Linked DNA regions of Sus scrofa: region 2 is linked to region 1. The links are chromatin contacts, called in public Hi-C maps. All regions are on one chromosome and are shown on one strand. The core of a region is the stretch at or near the end of the contact, and the rest is flanking DNA. Distances in the headings are between cores, read along the strand shown. Region 1 overlaps CASP7 (caspase-7). Region 2 overlaps NHLRC2 (NHL repeat containing 2).

Evidence for each region. Hi-C and Micro-C count contacts between places; a contact is called where the count stands out from the background.
Region 2: a contact with region 1 is called in a Hi-C map of alveolar macrophages, with 1.8 times the contacts expected there. The contact joins two enhancer-like sites. A contact is called at or near these places in 4 of 47 Hi-C or Micro-C datasets (alveolar macrophages, embryonic fibroblasts, epiblast stem cells and 1 more).

The regions. Positions count from the first base shown.
Region 1 is chr14:124,029,592-124,034,652 of Sscrofa11.1, forward strand. The region is part of intron 2 of CASP7 (caspase-7); the gene reads left to right. Among named protein-coding and RNA genes, the nearest start is that of CASP7, 14 kb to the left of the region's middle. Within about 2 kb of position 2,075, at least 21 of the 83 cell types and tissues checked have an H3K27ac peak or open chromatin away from gene starts, as enhancers often do. A contact at or near this core is called in alveolar macrophages, where this site is marked.
Region 2 is chr14:124,230,154-124,235,214 of Sscrofa11.1, forward strand. It overlaps NHLRC2 (NHL repeat containing 2), which reads left to right. Exons shown (of 11, transcript NM_001243561.1): 11 at 4,863-5,061. Among named protein-coding and RNA genes, the nearest start is that of NHLRC2, 70 kb to the left of the region's middle. Within about 2 kb of position 2,673, at least 13 of the 83 cell types and tissues checked have an H3K27ac peak or open chromatin away from gene starts, as enhancers often do. A contact at or near this core is called in alveolar macrophages, where this site is marked.

The DNA.
Region 1 (5,061 bases), core at 825-3,324:
TTCACTTAAAACCATCTTGTCTGCACCCCTTGGAAAGGTTTTGAGTTCGCTGGTTGGAGAGCACTGCTTTCATCACCTATCATTTTGCAAAAATAGATGTGGTCTCTGATGTGCAGTTTTTTTTAATCCCCCTTAAATTCAGGTAAATAAGCCTGGATAATCTGGATTCTGATCCACTGTGTCTTTTCTATAGTGTAGCTGATATTGGCATCAAAATATTATTTTATCTTATCAAAATAAACATGAAGTAGTTTCCAAAATATTTGTTCCATTTTCTAAACTGCTGATTTTGGTTGTCTGAATTATAAGACATGATTTTTGAATTATTGAATGACATTGAGCTCCAGTAAGTATCAACTTACTCTCTTACTCGTCCAGGTTGTGAAATGTTAGTTGCTTATTTTCTCTGCCTTCACTTGGCATCCAACTCATACCCCCATGTTAGATCATACTGCCTACCAAGGAGGCAGTCAGTGCAAGTAAAATTCAATCACGATTTGTGACATACCCTTAAAATTTACGTTTTTCCTTCTTTTTAAAAGATTTTAAAGTTTCATCTAGGAAAGTATCACTGGCTTTAATCATGTGAGATGACATTTTTGGTCAGTAATTCAATATTTCATTCACTCATTAAATATCTATGAAATGACAGAACATAAGTCCCTTGTGCCAAGTCCCTTAGTTGATTAGTGGTAGAGCCAGGGTTTGAACCTGCGTTCACCTGCCTCTCAAGCCAAGCTCTCCACCAGGACTCTGTAGCCACCTTCACATGCCAGGCGCTGTGTTTGGCCCTGGGGCTGCAGCCAGGAACAGGAGCAACAAGATCAGTGTGGTCTCTGACCCAGACACTCACATCCCGCTGCGGAAGGCAGACGTGGAACTGGTGTTTGAGGAATGATGGTGCCGGGAAGGGACAGAGCAGAGATGCAGGGAGATGGCCCCAGGGAGATTGCAGAAGGGGTTATCCACAGTTCACCTGAAGGAGTTGGAATCAATCCTAATAAGGACGGGGAAGTCACTAAAGGACTTAAGCGGTCGAGTGACTCGATCACTTATACCTACGGATGCCCACCAGGACAGCCGAGCTGCCCCGTGAAGGGGAAAGTGCTGACGAGTGGCTGGGTGGAGAGCGGAAGTGGGTTAGGAGGCTGTTGCGCGTCCCAGGCCAGAATGGATGAAGTAGATGGAGCAGGGCTGGGGCCACTGGAAGGGAGCAGCTGGACCACAGAGGTGCCAGGGAGGTAGAAGCTGCCAGACGTTTGACCAAGTGGAAGGAGGGGCTGGCGAAGGAATTGAGGAAAGTGGGACCTGGACCACGGGGAAGGGTTGCAGTCACGAGTGCCCACTGCGCCCTCTTGCTGTGCAAAGGGGTAATACAGTTTATATTTCTAGTGTCACAATGACAGAACTGCCCCAGCATTGGCTGCCTTTCCGTGTTCCCCTGACTACCTGCGGCCTCTGTTCTCTCTGCTTTGTTGTTGGAGAACTAGAGAGCAACTTGGATGGCATCAGGGACCTCTTGTATGATGGGGTGAGACTAAGTGTGACTTGAACAGAGGGAGCGCCCCTTATCACACGTGGCGTGCGGACACTCTGAACTTATCCTCTGTGCCTTCTGGATTCTAACTGGGATCATTATTCTGTAACTAACTGGGGTCATCTGAAAACAGCACTAGCCCTTGGTTGTTTCCCGCAAATCCGGCAGGTGCCATAGCCCCTCATGTGCTCCCCTCTGTGGTGTGTGGGGAGCTTTGCACCCCTTGCGGCCGAGGTGTGGGTGCAGCCTGGCTGCTCTGGGTGCTCCCTGCAGCTGACGGCCCGCACCTTCCCCCTCCCGTCCCATCCCCAGCTCCCTTCTCTAGGGTGTCAGAATTGCAGGGACATAATTGCAGTTGAGGGGCAATAGCACCCCCACCTGACTCTAACTAAGGACTCTCAATCTCCCCCTAGAAACCTCAAGGATTCTGGGAAAAGAAAAGACCCCTTCCACCCCCACCCCCACTGCAGCCTCCAAAGCGTGGGTGGGACTCAACAGTCCTAGGTACTCCCAGGCCCTGAGACTTGTCTTGGCTTTTTTGTTTCACTGCCACTAGATGGCAGGACAGCATCATTTTATATCCATCTCACTGAGCTCAATAAACCAGACTTCCTTAATTCACCATTCTTAAAAAACAAAAATTTATTAAAATGTCTTCTACTTATCTGATTATTGAAGAACCCTTGGAAAACACAGAAAACCACAAAGGAAAAACATATTTAGCATGTAAATTTAAAATTAATCAAGTGTTTAGACTATAAAAAATGACTTAGAAGAAATAAGTACAGTCTGCCCCCTGTATCCGTGGGCTCCGTATCTGTGGATTCAACCAATGGCAGATCGAAAATGTTAGGAGAAAAAAATACCAGACAGTTCCAAAAAGCAAAACTTGGGTTTGCTGAGTGCTGGCAACTATTCGTATAGCATTTATATTGTTTGAGGCAGTAGAAGTAATCTAGAGAGAATTTAAAGTCTGAAGGAGGATGTGCATAGGTTCTATGCAAATACTACTCCATTTAAATATGGGACTTGAGCATCCGTGGATTTTGGTATCCTCAGGAGTCCTGGAACTGATCCCCCTCAGTACAAAGGGACACTTGTGTGTGCCCAGTCTGTGTCCATCATGAGCCATAGTTTATGAGGCCTCATGTTGTATGAGAACTTGAAGAAGGATGCCTCTCATTGTAAAGGTAGCCCTGCAGCTAGCCCAGGTTACCTGCCACCCAAGGTAACGATGTGGTCCCTGCCCTTGATATAAACTCAAGTTCTTAGTGAATGTCTAGGAAAATAGCTAAGAACAGGAAATAACTGATTGCCAAACTATGGAGTATGAGGAGTTATGGGAGGCTGGGAGAGGAAGGGCGAGGGGGGCTAGAGGAGGAGTTGGGACTTGTCAGAGAAAAGGCAGTGGGGTGATCAGGGGACTGGAAGAGCCTGCCTGCTGGGGCTGGAGCCACCAGGGGCATGATGGTCAGGCTGGCCCACACTGCACAGGTCTGGGAAGTGGGGGAGCCCTAGGGCCATGTGAATTTGATGCTGGTGGCACCACTGGGAGCTGTTGCAGGTACAAGACCAAGCCCTGCCGCGTAGCCTGGGAGATATCCCCTCCCGGGAACACTTCAGCTATGAAATTAAAGGCCGTTTCTGAGCTCTGCTCAAGGTCACTGTTAAAGGAAATAAAAAAGAAAGTAGCAAACAGATTGCACAGGCTCTCAAATTTCCCCAGGGCCTTGGTGGAGCCTCAGGTGCCCCTGCTGAGGGATGTGTTTATCCTTCCAGCTCCCAACTGAAGAGGGTGGGAGAAAAGGCTTGTTTTCAAAACTTGGTAAACTCCCTACTTTTGAGCCTCAGGCTCAGATCCCTTGGGGTTTCTCCTCTGTATCATCTTCGTGTTCCAACCTTTGTCCTCCTGGCATGTGTTTCATAAATGCCACTTGGTTGTAATTCTTCTTTCTCCTGGACTGCAAATTGAGTTGCTCCACCAGTAAGTGTTATAATCAGGTCCTTATGTAAAAGACAAAAAACCCAAAACATGGTATTTGTGTAATTACAAGAAAGATCGAGGAAGTTCCCTCATGGTGCCGCAGGTTAAGGACCTGGCAGCAGCTTAAGTCATTGTAGCTGCTCGAGTTGTTGCTATGACACAGTATTCTATCCCTGGCCTGGGAACTTCCACATTTTGTAGGTGTGGCCAAAAAGAAAAAAAGACTGGGAATAGTGTTTCAGAAGAAACCATGCTTTGGAAGCAGAGAAAAGAACAAAGAAAGCAGACCTTACCTCATTCCAAAGACTGTGTCCCAAATTAAGGGAAAGCTTTTCTCTCACACTTGTTAATTTCAAGAGGCCAGGTCTGAGCCCTCTAAAAGCAAACAAACCTTAAAACATACCCAGGGGCTTGACTTTTCAATAAAGGAAGACTTCAGATTCAGACTCCAGGATACTGATTGTCTGTATGCAAATTTGTATATAAAGCGTAATAAAGACTTAATGCTGTATTTGAAGCAGTGATGATACTACTTAAAATGACAGCCGTGTAGTTCCAGTTGTGGCACAGTGGAAACGAATCTGACTAGTAACCATGAGGTTGTGGGTTCAATCCCTGGCCTCATTCAGTGGGTTAAGGATCCAGCGTTGCCATGAGCTGTAGTATAGGTCGCAGACACGGCTCAGATCCTGCATGGCTGTGGCTGTGGCTGTGGCTGGTGGCTGCAGCTCCAGTTTGACCCCTAGCCTGGGAACCTCCATGTGCCATGGGTTTGGCTGTAAAAAGCCAAAAAAAAAAAAGAGATAGCTGTGCTGGTGTGGAGTTGGACAACCCAGGTTCAGATCCTGGCCCTGCTTCCCCCTTTCTAATTGAACAAGCAGAGCAAAGGTTATGGCCTTTCTGAGCTTGGTTTCCTCATTTCCATGATTGGAATATGAATACCTATCCACTCAGTTGTTTGTGAGAATTAAAGTACCTGATGAGAAAGAAATCATAGAATCAATTTCAAACCAGGAGACTCCTTAAAATGTCGTTTGTCCAATTCTCATTTGTAGCAATCAAAGTTGAGACCAGGAGTACCCCATTGTGGCTCAGCATTAATGAACCTGACTAGTATCCATGAGGTTGTGGGTTCAATCCCTGGCCTCGCTCAGTTGGTTAAGGATCCAGTGTTGCCATGACCTGTGGTATAGGTTGAAGAGGTGGCTCAGATCTGGCATTGCTGTGGCTGTGGCATAGGCCAGCAGCTACAGCTCCAATTCACCCCCCAGCCTGGGAACTTCCATATGCCGTGGGTGCAGCCCTAAAAAGACCAAAAAAAAAAAAAAAAAGAAGAAGAAGAAGGAAAAGAAAGAAAGTTGAGACCAGAGAGGTCAAGTTTTCTACCCACTGTCACCCAGCAGGACCAAGACCCAGGTCTGATGTGGGGTCCAGTGCTCCCTCCCCTCATATCAAGTGCCACCCACAGCTGCAGTGACATCAAGCTGTTCAATCACATTAATCCACCAGCAGAGCATTTTTTTCTTCCACCCAAGTGGGT
Region 2 (5,061 bases), core at 1,423-3,922, 200 kb after region 1:
GGTTTTTTTAGTCTTTGAGATTCTTTCTCTCTTTTATTAAAGAACAATGTAACTCACCCAAGTTAATCATTTTGCCACCATTTGCTGGTAGACCGGTTCATCACATGAGGCAGATGGCTGTGATCTTAGAATAATAGGTCCTTGAATATTAGAACTGAAAGGTACCAAAAGACACCATCTGTTCTAAGCCTATTTTATAAATGAGGAGGCTAATGGCTCAAAGAGATAAAGTGATTTGCTCAAGGGCATGTATTGAATTAGGTCAAAAGATGGAATTTGAACCCAACTCAGCTAGTGCTTTGGTTTAGTGTCTTTTCCATTATGCTGCTCCATCTCAAGCTAGCTCTAGGGTTATTAGTTCTAAAATGAAACTAATTTTTTAAAGACATAAAATTCAAAGCCACCAATTGCACATTTTGATGTTACAAACGTTTCCAACCTTACTCTCAGTTTCTGTGCTCAACTCATCATGGTTGATGGACCAACAGCGGTCCACAGACTGCATACTTTGGTGGCACTGTTGTAGAGCACTGCAGCCTAAAGAGATCAAGGAGGAGGAGGAACCTGCACAGAAGGCTGAAGAGTGAATATACGCAAGGAGAAGCAAAACCAAGAGAGTGTAGTTTCCTGGAGCCAGGTGTTTTAAGGAGGAGCTATTGATAGATCAGGTAAGATAAGGACTAAGAATTGATTGTTGATTTAATGTTAGAGAGTTCATTGATGTCCTCAACTAGAGCCGTTTCAGAATGATGGAGGAGGTGCCTGATTAGAGCAGGTTAAAAAGCAGTGGAAGAGGAGGGTCTAGAGAAAGCAAACACAGACAGCTCTTTGAGGAGTTTAGCTAAAGAGACAAGGGAAGATAGAGTCGTTTCTAGAAAGGGAAGAATAGAGTTGAGAGAGCAGTATTTTTATTACATTGATGGCACAGATCAGTAGAGAAAAGAAGCGAAGATATGTGGTGGGGGTGGGTATCCTTTAGGACATGAGACGGGCTGGGATCTAGTGCACAAGGGGAAGGCTGGCCTTTGCTAGGAATGTGGGCAGCATTTCCCCAGTAAAGAGAGAAGGCCCAGTAATCTGGATGGGTAGCTGTGAAGGTGGGTGCTTGTGGAAGTTCTTTCCTGAAAGCTTCTGTTCTCTTAGTACGTTGGCAAGCACAGCCGTCAGCCGAGAGAAAGAGGTGGTGGAGGAGACGGTTTGGAGGTTTGAAGAAAGAAGAGGGCCGGGAAAGTGAGAGGATGACCACCCAAAGGAAATACAGTAGGACTGCTGAACGGCCTGAAGGCTGCATTTGGGGCTAGCTGTCATGAATTGGAAGTCAGGCTAGTCCACGGGGAGAGTGTTTTTCTCTAGCCAGAGTTAGGCACAAGGAAGTGTAGATGTTGACTAACTGGTTTGATCAGCAGGTCTGTGAGTCCTGATTCAGTATTAATTGTGATTGCCACTCTACCTTCTAAATCCATGGTAAAAATCTCACAGATTCTATTCTGAAGAATTAAAGTGATTTCCCCCCTAAGTATGTTGTTTTCTAAAAATGCATGCCTGCTTTTGGGAGTTCCCATTGTGGCTCGGTGATAACGAACCTGACTAGTATCCATGAGGATAATGCAGATTCCATCCAGTCCCTGGCCTCGCTTAGTGGGTTAAGTATCCAGCGTTGCCGTGAGCTGTGGTGGAGGTTGCAGATGAAGCTCAGATCCTGTGTTGCTGTGAGTGTGGTGTAGGCCAACAGCTGTAGCTCCAGTTCAACCCCTAGCCTGGAAACCTCCATGTGTCACAGATGCAGCCCTAAAACAAAGAAGGGGTGGGGGGGAAGCTTGCTTTTAACTGAAGTAGCTTGGCATAGATTCTAATTTGGTTGTTTTATTATTATCTTTCACATTTCCAGATAGTGTCTGTCAAATGCTTTAGAGCTTTCACTTGCTGTTCATTTTATTTTAATACTATCATTAAACTTGATTTACAAGTTATTAAGCTTGAAACCACAGTTTCTTCTCTAGAGATTCCAAAGGTAGAATTTGAGCTCCATTAACTTGCTTACTACAGGAAAATGGATGCCAAAGCCATTGCCTAAAAGTATGCTGTTCAAGTAGAAGAAAAACCATTGTTGGAGGAGAACATGGAATTGAATATAAATGAATTACTATGCTTAGAATCCAGGCAGAGCCTTTGTCCTCACTCACTAATTTGTGATTCTTTAATCTAAGAACACTTCCTGTTTGAGTCTATTCTCAAAGGTGTTCAGTTACTGTAAATTATGTAAAGATTTAGATGTGCGTTTTCATCACAGTTACAAGTAATCAGTATATTACTTGTCTTCCAGCAGCAGTGCCTTCCAGCTTCTCTAATAGAGTGGACAACAGTTTTAAAGTGACATATTAGTAGTCCGGAGCTAAATTCTGACCTCTTGTCTCCAATAATCTTCCTCTGTCCTAGTGTCCCACGCTCTTTCACATGTTCTCACTCAGTTCTCTGTTTCCTACCCCACTCCCCCTCCCTTGTGGCCTCTCACACACTTTTCTTTCGTATGTTACCCAGATCCCAGTTCTATGCCTTCTTACCTTGTACATTCTCAGGGCAGCAGCTGCAGCTCCCCACTTGGTACCCACACCGAGAGGACAGAGAGTTCTTGGGAGGCTGGCAGATCTTGGCTTAGAGTTTGCTGGCCCTGGAGAGACTGACTGAGCCTGTGGGGAAGTCACCCCCTCCCCTCCACTCAGAGGAGAGGGTTGAGCCCTGCAGCTCAAGGGTGTTTGGAGCTAGCTCTGCGGGGAAGAGAACTCACCCTGACCCTTCAGTCCTCAGTCCTCTGAAGGTTCAGCATACGTCCTCCACCGCCAGTGTATCTGTTCTGCCTGTGTGTTCTCATCTGAAAGCATTGCATCAGCTGGTGATCACTGTTAATTTCTCTGTTTGAAATTAAAGAGCAGTGTATTTGTTTTTTAAAATAGGATACTGACAAGTTAACATGTTTATTTTAAATCTACTTTGCAAACACACAAGTTAATAATGAGTTATTGAAATACAAAATGTGAATAGTATTAAAGGAAAGTGAAGTAGATTCTTGGCCATCTTAACAGTTGTACAAGATATTGGCTCCATTTTTATTGTATAGGGACAAATAAGCTTTCAGGTAAGAATCCTAATGTACGATTTCAAAAATTGTTTTATAGGCTATGTTTGTAAATATGTGACTAAAGGACTTTTTTTTTCTTCTTGGCTAGTTATTTAGAGACAGAAACACTTTTAACATTTTGGTCTGTAGAATCTTAAAGTTGCCAGTAAGTAAATAAATAAATAAATAAATAAGTAGCAGTCCAAAAGCACCGCTAGGCTAGCGTGTTACAGCTTCACAGGTCCCACATGTGATGTATCTAAACAGTGTCTAAGGAAATGTTGTCAGTTTTATTTCTAGAATTGGACATTAAAATAGCGTAATTTATTATTTTCATGTTTTTATCTAAAATATATGGAGTTCCCCAAATAATCTGCTCTCTCTCAAAAAAAAAAAAATCAAACATTAAAACATACTTCTCAATCCATAAATAAGCAAAGAAGGCCAGAGAATTTTTGAAGAATTGTTTAAAAAGCTCTGCACTTAACTTTAGATGCTTACCTTTCACATTGTCCTTACTCTTATTTGATATATTTTTCTCAAATTTAATTTTTCACTCACCAGAATATCAGAAGCAACAAACTAAAGGAGAGATGGAGAGGACCAGTAGAGGCAGGTGCTCTAGTCTGTTGATGCATCCTGAGATCAAAAGAAAGAAAAGCTAAAAAGTAGACATAAAATTTCACCACTACTCCATAGATGGTCCATTTTTGTGGCCCCAAGTCATTGATAAGTCATTCTGTTATGCTCAGTGTATTCTGTTTAAGAAGGCAGGAGAGCATGTCCTGTGTTTCCCAAATGCTGGCTCTTAATATCTAACCCCCCTCTAACGCTTAGTGTCAGTGTATGTGTTTTTCAGTATGACACACATGTTGCTTCTGAGAGAGGGCCCTGGGTGAGTAAAAACATTTTAAAAACTTTAATACTAGAAGGTTTAACAATTTTTAGTGGTTTTTATACTTCGTTATATAGATAAGTGTGTATTTAAGTCTCATAAGAGTTTTATGTGTTAAAACGAGGTGGACAGACTCTTAGATTTTTTACATTGAGTCCATTGGAATAATGTATATACATTGTTACTTTTTTCTAAAAAAAAAAGTGCCTTTTTTTTATTATCATTACCTTTGGATATTCGATAATTCATCATTGTCTTAACTTGAAAGTCACTGCAGTTACACATACATTTGTATTCCCTAGATTATTTTGGAGTTTGCATATTAAATTCCTAGACATTTTTATCTGTTTTCTTTTCTTTTTTTTTGGCTGCGTAATGACATGTGGAAGTTCCCTGCCAGGTGTTGAAACTGTGCCACAACAGCAACCTCAGCCACTGCAGTAACAACACCAAATCCTTAACCTGCTATGCCACCAGGGAACTCCAAAAATGATGTTTTCTAAAGTGTCCTGTTTATTTCTAGAACTTATTAATAGGTTTCTTTTTAACTCTGTAACCACATTTTAAATCTATAACTATTATTTTCAATATTCACCTTGATTTCAGTAGGAATCAATATATAATTTATTTTTCAGTGTTCAGAGGAAGAATTTTAATTTGCTATCAAGATGATTAGACTGGAAACTTCTCACATCTTATTTGTTTATGTCCTTCCCAGAGAGCACAATGCCTGGCACTCAGAGGCTTTCAGTAAACCTTTGTTGATTGAATGAATCTAATCTTTGTAAGGTTTGTTTGATTTCATACTTGTCTTCTTATATAGTCCTAATAATTTACATTTTTATCTTCTAGGCAATGAATGGCTTCTTCAAGGACAGATACCATCTGGAGAGATAGAGAGCATTTCCAATCAACCAACAATCTCACTGCAGATTCCTGGAGACTGTGTATCTCTCGAAGTCGTTCTGTCTATCAGCGTGTTTCTTTATTACTGTAGCACAGACAGCAGTGCCTGTATGATGAAGGGAATTTTGTTCAGTCAGCCTTTACA